Regions from separate parts of the Sus scrofa genome. Here region 1 is linked to region 2. A link is a contact called in public Hi-C data. All regions are on one chromosome and are shown on one strand. Each heading gives the region's core, a stretch centred on a gene start, on an enhancer-like site or on the middle of the called end of the contact. The rest is flanking DNA. Distances are from core to core; before and after follow the strand shown. Region 1 holds the start of SALL1 (sal-like protein 1). Region 2 has its middle 520 kb from the start of SALL1.

What was found. Hi-C and Micro-C count contacts between places; a contact is called where the count stands out from the background.
Region 1: a contact with region 2 is called in a Hi-C map of liver, with 12 times the contacts expected there. The contact joins the promoter of SALL1 here to the enhancer-like site in region 2. A contact is called at or near these places in 8 of 47 Hi-C or Micro-C datasets (brain, embryonic fibroblasts, fetal skeletal muscle and 2 more).

The regions. Positions count from the first base shown.
Region 1 is chr6:33,729,440-33,734,989 of Sscrofa11.1, reverse strand. SALL1 (sal-like protein 1) reads right to left here and starts at 3,324. Exons shown (of 4, transcript XM_003126987.4): 1 at 2,938-3,324; 2 at 1,824-1,916. The coding sequence starts at 1,899. It overlaps LOC110260963 (a long non-coding RNA gene), which reads right to left. Exons shown (of 2, transcript XR_002344613.1): 1 at 5,538-5,550; 2 at 4,642-5,097.
Region 2 is chr6:33,213,497-33,219,092 of Sscrofa11.1, reverse strand. No RefSeq gene overlaps it. Among named protein-coding and RNA genes, the nearest start is that of SALL1, 520 kb to the left of the region's middle. Within about 2 kb of position 1,657, at least 6 of the 83 cell types and tissues checked have an H3K27ac peak or open chromatin away from gene starts, as enhancers often do. A contact at or near this core is called in liver, where this site is marked.

The DNA of each region.
Region 1 (5,550 bases), core at 2,075-4,574, 510 kb before region 2:
AACCAGCTGAGAAAACCGGGAAAAAGACTGTTACAGCGGCCTTTGGTAATTTCACCTCCATGGACCCGGACCTCGCCTGGGGTGGAAAGCGGGGATCAGAGGTTCTTTTCAGAGGACTGAGTAATCAATCGCAGGGCTCTGGGAAAGGCTGGAGGCTTGAGAAAGTGCTGGGGTGAAGGGGACAAATACTGTAAACAAATGTCTTAAGCGGTCTCGGTTCTCCCCAATTTCTTAACAGGGACCCCTATACCAGGAGACCCCTTTCCGGACAGCCGGGGCGAAGGGCGGGTGGGTTTCCCTTCGCGTCTCTGCCCGGGTTCAGCGCGGTTCCCTGCGTCCCAGCTCCGCTGAGACGCAGGCCTCTAAGGAAGGCCCCGGGGACCGCGGGGCCCAGGCGGCCGCAGAGTTGAGTGCACTGAGAAGGTGCCCACCAAAGGGCAGCTTCGGAGTTCTAGGGGGTCCAGCTCCCTCCTCCACACCCCAAATTGACGCCCGGGACTGGTGCATCCCAAGAGGCGTCCGGAGTCTCGGGGACCGCTCCTGGGGGACGGGGTTTGGGGAGAGAGATAGCCCTCGTCCTTCTGCACCCAGAAGAGAACTGTGCTGGGGAACCGAGCCCGGGCTCCGCTCCATCGCCTCCGGCCCTGGGCCTGGGAGCTCGGGAGACCCCAAAGTGAAACACCTTTAGGGGTAAAGAGGGATTCGAGGGGTGTTCCCTCCGTACCCCCCAATTCCCTGTCCGGATCTCTCCCTCTCTCTGCCTTAGCTCCCTCACACAAACTTTGTTCTGGACTTCTTCATTCCCTTAGGGACCCGGCAGTTGTCGCCTCCGTCGGAGGAAGCCAGTGCCTCTGTTTTAGGGGGTTTCTCTGGCGACTAGATAGTCCCCCTGCTCTGAAAAACGACCCTTACCACTCCTGGAAGTGCAAGATACCACGATCCTTAGCGAGAGCTGACCGAGTCTAAAGATTACTTGGGGGCTGGCGGGGGTGGGGTGGGGAATGCATGTATTGGCAGAAGAGATGCGGGGGTAAACTTGGGTAGAGGGACCCCGACACTTTCCCCCCGTCTTCCCGAAGTCTGCCTGGGGAGCAACTAGCTGCAAAGAGCTCTCTCCACCCGGGCCTCCACCCCAGCATATCAGGCGCGAGCGCCCGGACACAGGTCCCCATCTTCTTGCAGCTCTGAACTCCCAAAGGCACCCCATTCCCTCGCGCGGAGCCCAGGAGGGGTGGGAGGGTTGGGGAACCGGGGGGAGCGCGGCGCTGGGAGCTCCCCCAAAGCTCCAAGTTCAGCCCGGAACATAAAGTAAACTTCCTTCCCGAAGGCAGCAGGGCCAGGGCGGCGGAGGCCAGGCCGGGGCCCCGGGCGCCCGCGGGAGAGCGCGTGGAGCTCCGCGCAGTCAGGCGCCGGCCGGCCTCTGCCCGCACCCCAAGCCCCGCCGGACACCCGGGCCCCAGCCACGGTTCAGCGGGTCCCGGGCTCCGCTCCCGGGATAAGCTGGGACAGAGGAACAAGGCCGGCGTGCCCTCTCTCCTCCCCCCAGGAGGACCCAACAACTCCGGAAAGATCCTGCGGAGAGAAGTGTTTGCTTTCCCCGGGGCAGGAGGGGGAAGCCCAGCAAAGGCAAATTGAAAATTGAAAAGAAAAAAAAATTGCCGAGTCAAAAAGGCCAGCGGGGACTCGGCGGCGGCGGCGGCGGCGACCGCGGGGCGGTGGGCGCGGGGGCCGGCCGCGTGTGCGTGGGTCCAAGTGTGCGTGAGTGTGAGTGCCAGTGCGTGTGTGCGCGTGTGTGTGTCCGCGGCGCGGGCCGGAGCACTCACCATCTCGCCGGGGGAGCGAGGCCACTTCGGGGTCGGATTGGAAATGTTGAGGCTTCGCTTGCTTCCTCCGCGACATGCTGGCTCAAACATCAGCTGGGGCAGAATAAAAAATTACTAAAAAAAAATCTTCTCAAAATTACGGAAATCGAGCGGCGGCGGCGGCGGCGGCTCCCCCCGCCCGCCGGCCCGCCCGCCCCCTCCCCGGCTCCCCGGCCCCGGGCGCAGCGCGCATGTGTCCTGCTATAATTATGATTATCAATAATGCATTGCGATTAATCATAGAGGGGCTCTTTGAAAGGCGATTGGCACCGGGCCAGCGCTATTCAAACCCGCTCGCCTTAATCAATTAGTTCGTGATTTGCTGCAGACCCCTGTCTCTCCGCGCGCTGGCCCAATAAGCCGGCCGCGGGGCTGGCTCTGCGCTCCGCGCCGCCCGACACTGGGTTAACCCTCTTCGCGACCGCCCGGGACTCCGCGGCCGGGCCGCCGGGGGCCTGCCTTCTCGCCTCTGCGCACCCAGCGCCCCGGCCCGCGCCCCCCGCCTCCCGCCCTCGCTCCCCCCCCCCCATCCCAGGCTGGGCCGACCCAAATTAGCATGCCCTCCCCGGAATTAAGCCTCTCGGGGTAGGGGGTGGGGGTGGGGCCGGACGGCGGCTGGGGACCCGGGCTGCGGGCGAGCGGCGAACTTCCCAACTCCGGCGCTAGGCGCGCCGGCCTGCGGGGGGAGGGCGTCCCGTGGCGGGATTTGGGGGGAGGAAGTCCCGTTTCGTGAGTGTTTCTTCGTTTCTTTAAGAGCTACCAGAAAGCAGCCCACCCCCACCCCCATAAAAAAAAAAAAAAAAAGCGAGTGGGGAAGAGCCAGCCCCACGCCGGTCCGCCTCCCGCCCGCGGCCCGGCCTCCCTCCCTCTCGCCGCCTGGCTCGGTGCTCCTCCGCCCCGAGTTCTCCATCCCTGGATCGCGGGCTCGCGGGGGCGCGGAGAAGAGGACCAAGGAAAGGTTTGGGAACGTGATGGGTTTGGGGCTCGGGGGGGTGGGGAGGGCAGCTCTCCCGCCACCCCGATTCGCCTCAAAGGGCCCCAGTCCTCCAGGCTCTCGCTTGCCCCCTTTCTCTACCTCGGACATTCCCAGGACAATTAGGGCTGAAGTTTTCGGGAGACGCGGCCCCGAACCCGTGGGATAAGGGGGCGGCCCGGCTCCGCCCAGGACCCCTCCCGGACCTCCCCCCCGGCTGCCCCGGTTGGCTGCAGGGCGCGTCACTCCGCGGGGAGGCGGCGGCAGCTGTGGCGCCGCGGAGCCGGGGGCGGGCGGAGAGCGGGGACCGGCCTAGGATCCGAGTTCAGCTCCAGCCGGGGGGAGGGGAGGGGCCGCCGCTCACCCGGCGCGCTGCAACCCTCCCCTGGCCTCGGGAGGCGCGGCCCTGCCTCGCCGGCTCCGGGCAAGGCCAGTCACTGGGAGCCCTGGGCTGCCCGCCCTGGGAGAGGGGGCCGCGCCCCAGGCTCTTGGAGAAGAGGTGGCCGAGCCCAGCCGGGAGTGAGAGGGGCGGCGGGGGTGGGGGTGGGGGTCCCTGTCCGCAGCTGTTTGGCCCCGCAGAAGCTCGCCTCCACCTCTCAGGCATTTGCCGAGCGCGGCGCCCAAACTTTTCGCACCAGCTCCATCTCCTCAGGCTGGGATGCAGCCTCCCCACCCGCGCCCGGAATGGGGAGCCTTGGACCCGCACTCCCTCCTCTGGGCTTGGGCGCCCGCGAACCTGAGGCTCAGTCCTCGGCTCAGCCTAGCTCTTCCCCTCGAGTCTCGGGGTCTTCTCGCTCCAAGGTTCCCGAAGTCCTGCGCCCGAGGGACAAACTAAACTTCGGTTGAGTAATGGGGAGGAGGGGGGTGCAGATACACAATCCCTGCCCTATCTCGCTATCGGGAAACGAGAGGGCTCATAAGGACGCCCCAATTCGGGAGCGCCCTGGAGTCTGGAGAGCTACACAGTCGGTTCGCGCGAAGTGGGCATCAATCTTCTGAATAGAGTTTCGGGTCCTCTAGACCCTACTGCGCTCCCCCATGACTCTTTCTTTAGTGGGTTTTTTCTTTTTTGTCTTTTTTATCCTTTTTAATCTAAATATTTTGTGTGAGGGTGAATGTTTCTGTTTTTCTCCTACCGACTAATTTTATTCTTGGTTAACTTCTCCTTTCTCCTCCTTGCTCGCCCTCTCTTCACCTTTTCATTTCTCCCTATTTTTTCCTCTCTTTTGCCCTCGCTCGGTTACACACACACACGCACGCGCGCACACACACGCCCCCTCTCTACCTCGCTCTCCCTTTCTCCCCAGGTCCTGTTGGTTACCGTAGATTTTGATAAAAAGACAAACGAAGCCATCAGTGGCGCTGATGTTGAAGAATGAAGATAATAATGTTTCCATAGGTGGTGCTTCAAATGCCATTATTTCTCACTGAATATTTAAAGAGATCCCTCGGCAAAGATGAATCTGCGTGCTCCTGGGGTGCGAGCCGCTCGCTTTCCTCCAGACCCCCGGGAAAGTGTGCAGGAGCACGTGTAAAACCAACCCCCCCACTCCGCAAACTGTGGTCCTCACAAACACCCCAGCCCACCCTCTCTCAGAGGGTGCACTTGCACGTTCGTTTCTCCGCTTACGCCCGCGTTTGGAGCCGCCCGCCTAACAATCTTGGCTTCTTGAAAGTCCGGGCCTCCCGGGCACCGTGTGCTGCCGGGAACCGAGCCTAGCTGGCTGTCCCGCAAACCCTTCCTCCCGGTACGCAGCGCGTACGCAGGGAGAAGCTCCCGGGCAGAGCTTCACACGTGTTCGTTACTTGCTGTGTTGCTGTGTGTGTGATTAAGGACGGGGGGGGGAGCTTTCGCCCCCCACCAAAACACCGAAACAAACAACCAAACGAAATGCGCACGCAAAATCAGCTTCGCGATGTTTCATTAAAAATGGGCGAGCAGAGACGAATTAATTGGGAGATCCAAACTTTAATAACTTTTTTCGTTTTTTCGCGTCCTCGAAAGCATAGAGGGGCGCGTCTGGCTCCGTGCGCAGCGTCCCCGGCTAATTTCTTGTTTGTTTTCTTTCCTTCTGTGGCCCGAAGAGAAGAGAGAGGAGGTGGAGGAGGGGGGATGGGAGGAGGGGGATGGTCGGAATGGCGGAGAGAGGAGAATTGGTCTTTATTGTTGATGGCAATACATCAATTACGGGCCATTGTCTCCGGCCGGAGTTCCGTGGTTCGCAGACGCGGGCGCCGCACTGTCAGCGCGCTCCGGTGAGGCTTCGTGTGCCGCAAGGCAAAGAAATAATTAAATTAATAAAAATGGAGACCGAGTGGGGGTTGATCTGTACTTTTGAGGGGGTAGAAAGAAGGCAGCGAGTGCGAGCGAGGTGCCGAAGCCGGAGCCCATCCCCACGCCCTGTTCACCCAAGAGACCAGCGCGCTCTACGGGGGGTCGCAGGTCGCCGCCTTGGGTGGGGCAACTGCTGTGCGGGGGAGGGAGATTCGGGCTAACGGGGCTCGGACTAGCCGATCCCACCAAGGCCTGAAATGGGGGTGGCCTGAAGTGAGGCAGAGGCTGCGCCGGGGTCGTGACCTCGTGGGCCAACGGGAACCGCATGCACCGGGGGAGGCGCTTGGCTTGTCTCGCAAACTCCCATTTGGGGGGCTTGATGCCTGTGTTTCTGCTAATACATCCCCTCAGTTTTCCCAGGACCTACTGCGTCCACGGTG
Region 2 (5,596 bases), core at 408-2,907:
AACAGCATATGCTGACATAGTAAATGACACTTGGTTAGAAAAATGTCTTTGAACTTTCGCTTAAAAAATGAAAACAGGTGAAAAAAACAGCATCAACTGTTGAAAACCATATGTTAGTAAATGAATATACCTCATCGTTTTATTTAATCACCATAAATACAATTACTCTTTAATGATTAAGTTTCAAAGTCTGAGAATATTTCTTATTTTAAAAGAAAGAATTTCAGTACTAGATATATTTATTCATTATCTAAACAAACAAACAAACAAACAAAAAACCCCATACAGCCATAGTTCCTGATTCACAAACAAAACAGTAAAACAAGTTAAGGAAGTTAAACATGATCTCCATGTACATAAAAAGAAACAAGAATTGGGTAACTTGCTAAAAACTTTTGAAAAGTCTAAAACAAGATTTCAAAACCTATCCTTTTATGTAAAAGATGAAATGGCATGTTCTGCCAGTTTCAAAAGTTTCGTCAACATTTAAGAAAGAGAAGCCCAAAGTTCCTCGGCACAAGGCAGACAGCTGTGTGCTCGCTCTGCAGGGCTTCGACCAGAGTCCAATTTAAGCAATAAAATGCTTTTGGAAATTCTAAAAAGCTCTGTTCACATGCACACAGAAGGCAAGACCTCCTCAAGGCTCCCTTCCAGCCCTGCTTTATCAATCAGTTCAGATCAATTCTGCAGAGTCTGGTCCCGCCCGAACTCCCTTGCTCCCCCATCTTCTAGTCTGCAGTGCTAGCCATGTTGATGCCCACACGAGGAGATGACAATTAGTCATATTTATCCATGCTGGGTCCATCTAATCCCCACTGTTTTTTAATCATGGCAAATCCATTATCCCAAACAAAGCTGCATACATCTTGCTGGAGCCGCACACAGACTTGCCTTGTTTACTTTGAGAAGACGGATTTTATGGCAACATTAAATACATACTGAGCCCTAACTAATGGGGTCACTTGGCACTAGGGAGCAACGGCAGTGACAAATCCTAGTGCCCTAATCCACCGCTGCTTAACTTGGTTCTGAAAACCCATGGCCTTGTGGCTGTGCCCTCAAGACCAGCACATCTAAATTTTCTCCACAATTATACATATATGATCATGGCACCCAAGTGTTGCCAGCAACCATATAATGCGATTCCCTTTCTCCCACCCCTCGCAGCCAGAGACCCCACTCTTTTTCCATCCAGGCTTTGAGTTTCATCCTGTCCACTTTCATGCTTTTTGAGTCTGGAAAGTAAAAAAAAAAAAAAGAATCCCCCTACCCCTCTGGTTTATTTAGAAAGAAAAAATCTTAGGTGCTCTGTTTACTTACATTTTTCAGCACTTCTTTGTCTTCCAAACCATTCTAGCTCTTAATATGGACGTTTTATGGGTTATTTTATCAGAAAAGCAGACCTTGGTTAGTTGACTTGAGCGGTTAGGATGGGTTTAAGTGTGCTTGGAAACCCCTGATTTCCCCCGAAAAAGCAATATATGGCATATGTTAACATCTAGAGCCTGAAAACACAGCCAGTAAGAGTCGCGCAGACTAAAGGAAATCACTACTTAATTCCACAAACATTTGTTTCGGTCCAGGAATGGCACTAGAAACTTTGAGCAGCCTGCCCGCTCCAGCGCCGGCCGGCACGCAGGGGCCATACCGTGCGGCACAGCGCCATCTGCCGGCCGGCCTCGCAGCCAGAGGGTGGCTTGGAAATCTACCCGTCTTGGCTCCCCGACCTCTGTCCCCGGGGGGCTTCCTGCTGCTGGGGAATTCTGACTGTACTAAAAAGGAAAGAGAGGGGGAGATTGTGCTGGAGAGGAAAAAAAGCGAGGCTAGAGAAACAGTTTCCAAAGACCTATTTAACATGTAAACGGAGGAAGATTAATACCTCTGGAATGGTCCCCAGACATCTTGCCAAGGGCACGGGTTTTCCGCGTTAAAGGTGAAGCTGAGTTGATTTGCATCCAAAGCAAAGAGTTGCTTTCCCCTTTTCTCTGTCTATAAAGCATTGTGTTCTAGCCACCTAGTCTTCACACCCGGGCTCTGAGTTCTTCACGGAGGTGAGGTAGAATTCATGGGAACCTTCCGGGTATCCAGGTTTATTCATGTCCTGGCTGCGCATGTATTGGGGGGGCGGGTCGTGGAGGGGGGTCATGGGGGTTGGTGGAAGGGGAGAGGTATTCAGAAGTGATTTTGGACACACTGGGGTTGCTTGCACGTCCCATTCCACAAATCACTGGGGTAAACAACCCCATTCCAGAAATCAGTCCTCTCAAGCCCAGATCCTGAGGACTGTGGAAATGCCATCAACACATTTCTGCATTTTCCACACTGTCTTGAACGGGATCCCAGACTCCAGGAGACTCATCTCTGATAGACTGTAAAAGACCCAAACTAAATGGACCGAAGAGGTGGTCATTACTCTTCAGGGAGGGACCTCGCTGTAACCCGGGGTAAAGTCCTATCTACAATTATTTTTTAGGGCTATGTTGGAAATCTTATAATTTTCACCCCATGTCCAGTTCCCAGGCCTTTTGCTCACTGCAGTTTCCATTCTGCAACATGCACTCCCAGGGGCTCCCCCTCCTCCCGCTACCTTGCTCTGTACTCCTCCCCTGTACCCTGCCCCAAACAAAAGCATCTCCATTTCACCTAGAGACACAAAGGAGGTCCCCAGCCATTCCAGGATTCCATTAAAGGATGGCTTGGTTCGGCCTCTGTTGTGGGCATTCTCTGGTCCTCGGTGCCTGATGGCATGTAGCAAGGATTAACTGTAACTGCTTCTGTACAGAAAGGACTAGAAATGATCTCGCTTCACCCGGCTCTCCCTAGAGCATCGGGCACAGCACAGCCTACGAAGGAGACCTTTTAGGAGATAGAGTTATCTACCTGGGCCCTTGAAGTCTAGCCCCGCAGCCATGGGAGGGGCCTGTGCCATTCAAAAAGGCTACGGTTATCCCAGGGGCTACCTCTCAAAGGGAGGAGAATCTGCTACCTCACTGTTCCTCTGGCTGCTGGGCACTGTGCTTTTGCGGACTGGATATCGGCTGGTGTTTTCAAGGAACTGCTTCTCTCTCTCTCTCTCTCCTGACCTGAGCAAGCCCACCCTCTCTTAGAAACCGACACAAAAAATCAGATATGTTCATTACAGATTTCAAGTTTTGGGTCTAAAGGATTTTTGAGACTAGGTTTGCCAGATAAAATACAGGTTACCTGGCCACACTGCACAAAATGCAATGAAGAATTGTTTAGGATAAGAATACTTAAAAACATTCATGGTTCATCTGATATACAAATTTAACTAGATGCTTGTGTTTTCATGTTTTGGTTTTTTACTCTATCTGGCAAACCTATTCGAGATTCTCTCGTGCAAGTCTTTCATCAGGAAACTAAAATCAGCAGAGGCAGAGGAAATGTGCCCAGTTACACAGCTGTTTAGAGGTGGCACCAGGGCCAGAAATCAGGTCTAGAAATTCAGCGTGGGTTTCTGAATCAAACTTGTCTTCCCCCAGGATAGCCGCCTGTGGCAGAGATACCAAGTAAGCTTGTGTAATAAAACCAGTCCCTTATATAATCATTTCCGAGTGACCATGCCTGCTGCAAAGGGCCATAAAGTAAAATGCCACTCATTTGGAAATGCCACTAGTTTATAATTTTGAAGTTTCCTACCCAGGTGCATTTTTGCATAGCAACCCTTCTCTTGCCCAAGAGTCCAGCACTTTCTTTGTCTACAACCATGGTTCATGATGGTTTCGAGGGCTTTGTTCTACCAAGTGATTGCAAACCTGAAAGCCCCCACTTATGCACAAGCAAACACTATGCAAATTATTCCTCTCTCCCCAGTAAAGCCATAGTTCTAAGGCCATGATTAGAGACAGGGCCCTGTTTATCTGGATTAAAAGACTAAACAGATCATCCTAAAATGTTCTAGTCTTTATCACAGACTTTAAATGAGTTAGGCATTTGGAGACTGTGCTCCAGATTCATGGCTAAACAGTTATTCTGAATCATGGGAAATCTTGGGGCAGCCATGGGAGAGCCCTTTGGTGGGGTTGGGGGGGGGAAGCTAGGTGATGAGGAATGGAGCTCAGCCATACCCCTTCCGACATCTGAGCTTCACTTTCCTTATTTCTATTTATTTATTAATTCATTTATATTATAATTTGACTTTTTAGGGCTGCACCCACGGCTTACGCAAGTTCCAGGCTAGGGGTCGAATCAGAGCTGCAGCTGCCGGCCTACACCACAGCCACAGCCACAGCCACAGCCAGCCACAGCCACAGTAATGCGAGATCCTAGCCACATCTGCAACCTACACCACACAGATGCCTTATTTTTAAACCGAGGACCTCATGCTGTCTAATCCCTCAGATCCATTTTGGTTCTAGAATACTAAATTTCTAAAAATCAGTGCATCATTTACTCCGTTAGCACGATTTTGATGACGTTCTGATGGGAATGGGGAAGAAGGAATTGCATGTGTGTCTCCTGTCAGGTCCCCCCGCCGCCGCAGTGCCCCGTACAGTGCTGCAGCGGGCTGGGCCCCCCTCCCCAAGCAATCTAACCACCAAAACCAAATTACAAAAGCTCACACCCCGGAAGGAAGAAAGAGGGGTTAGGGAAACTGGTAGTAACACATAGAAAGGTCAGCTTAGCTACAAGCCCTGGAATGAAACAACATAACTGCAAGTGGCACAGAGGACTCCAGGTGAGACAGGGACTGCGGCCACACACTGTCCTCCCGGTCAAGCCAAGTCCAGTCCCAGCAGAGCCACTATTCCCATGGGGGCTCAGGGGTGGGGTTCTTCTTGGGCCACAGAAGCAAGAAGTAACTGAAGGCTTTGGACCTTTCACAGTTCAATCATCCAGGCGCCCCAGCATAACAGTGGGTTCCCATGAGGACTGTGCGTGCTTGTGGCGATGGTGAGGAAAGGGCGAGTAAGCGGCCGCATACAGCAGGACCGAGGCAGCGGAGGATGGCAAAGCAGCGTGCTGTCCGGGGACGCTCTCGTGTCCCACTTGGAGCTCACATTTCTCCAATGAACGTAGAGGAAGAATAAATGAGGCCGAGTGGACAGCCCTGTCTCTCCCCCTGCCCTTCCTCTTCCGACTTTTTTTAACCCTATACTCGCCCCTGCAGAAAGGCCATTCAGCAACTGAGGATGGACCCAAAGCCCAGAGGCTGGAGGGCCTCGGGCTGCCTTGAACTTGCCCTCTCGAGCCTTCCCTGCCTGCTGGGTCTGGTCCTGCCTCCAGGAGTCCCAGCTCCTGTTCGCAGTAGTGACAGGGCTGTGACTCCCAAAGATGGATGCATACATTCTTTTCAAAAATATACAACTCTCCAGCATTTGCTCCATTTCTTGAATGGGGCCACTTTGAGGACTTGGCTCTGAAATGTTCGTGGATTATTTCCCCTGAAATGTTTTCCTCTGGCTCTGCATCATGCTCAAACCTCCCTGAGGCTTTCCCTCTCAAGGACCCACTACAGTTCTGGAAGCTGCTTTTGTTAGGGTTTGTGGTGTGTGGTGTGTCCCAGATTCCATGAGCCAAGTCTAGACCTAACCAAGCACCCAGGCATGACCTTCCAGGAAAAACTAGAGAACAA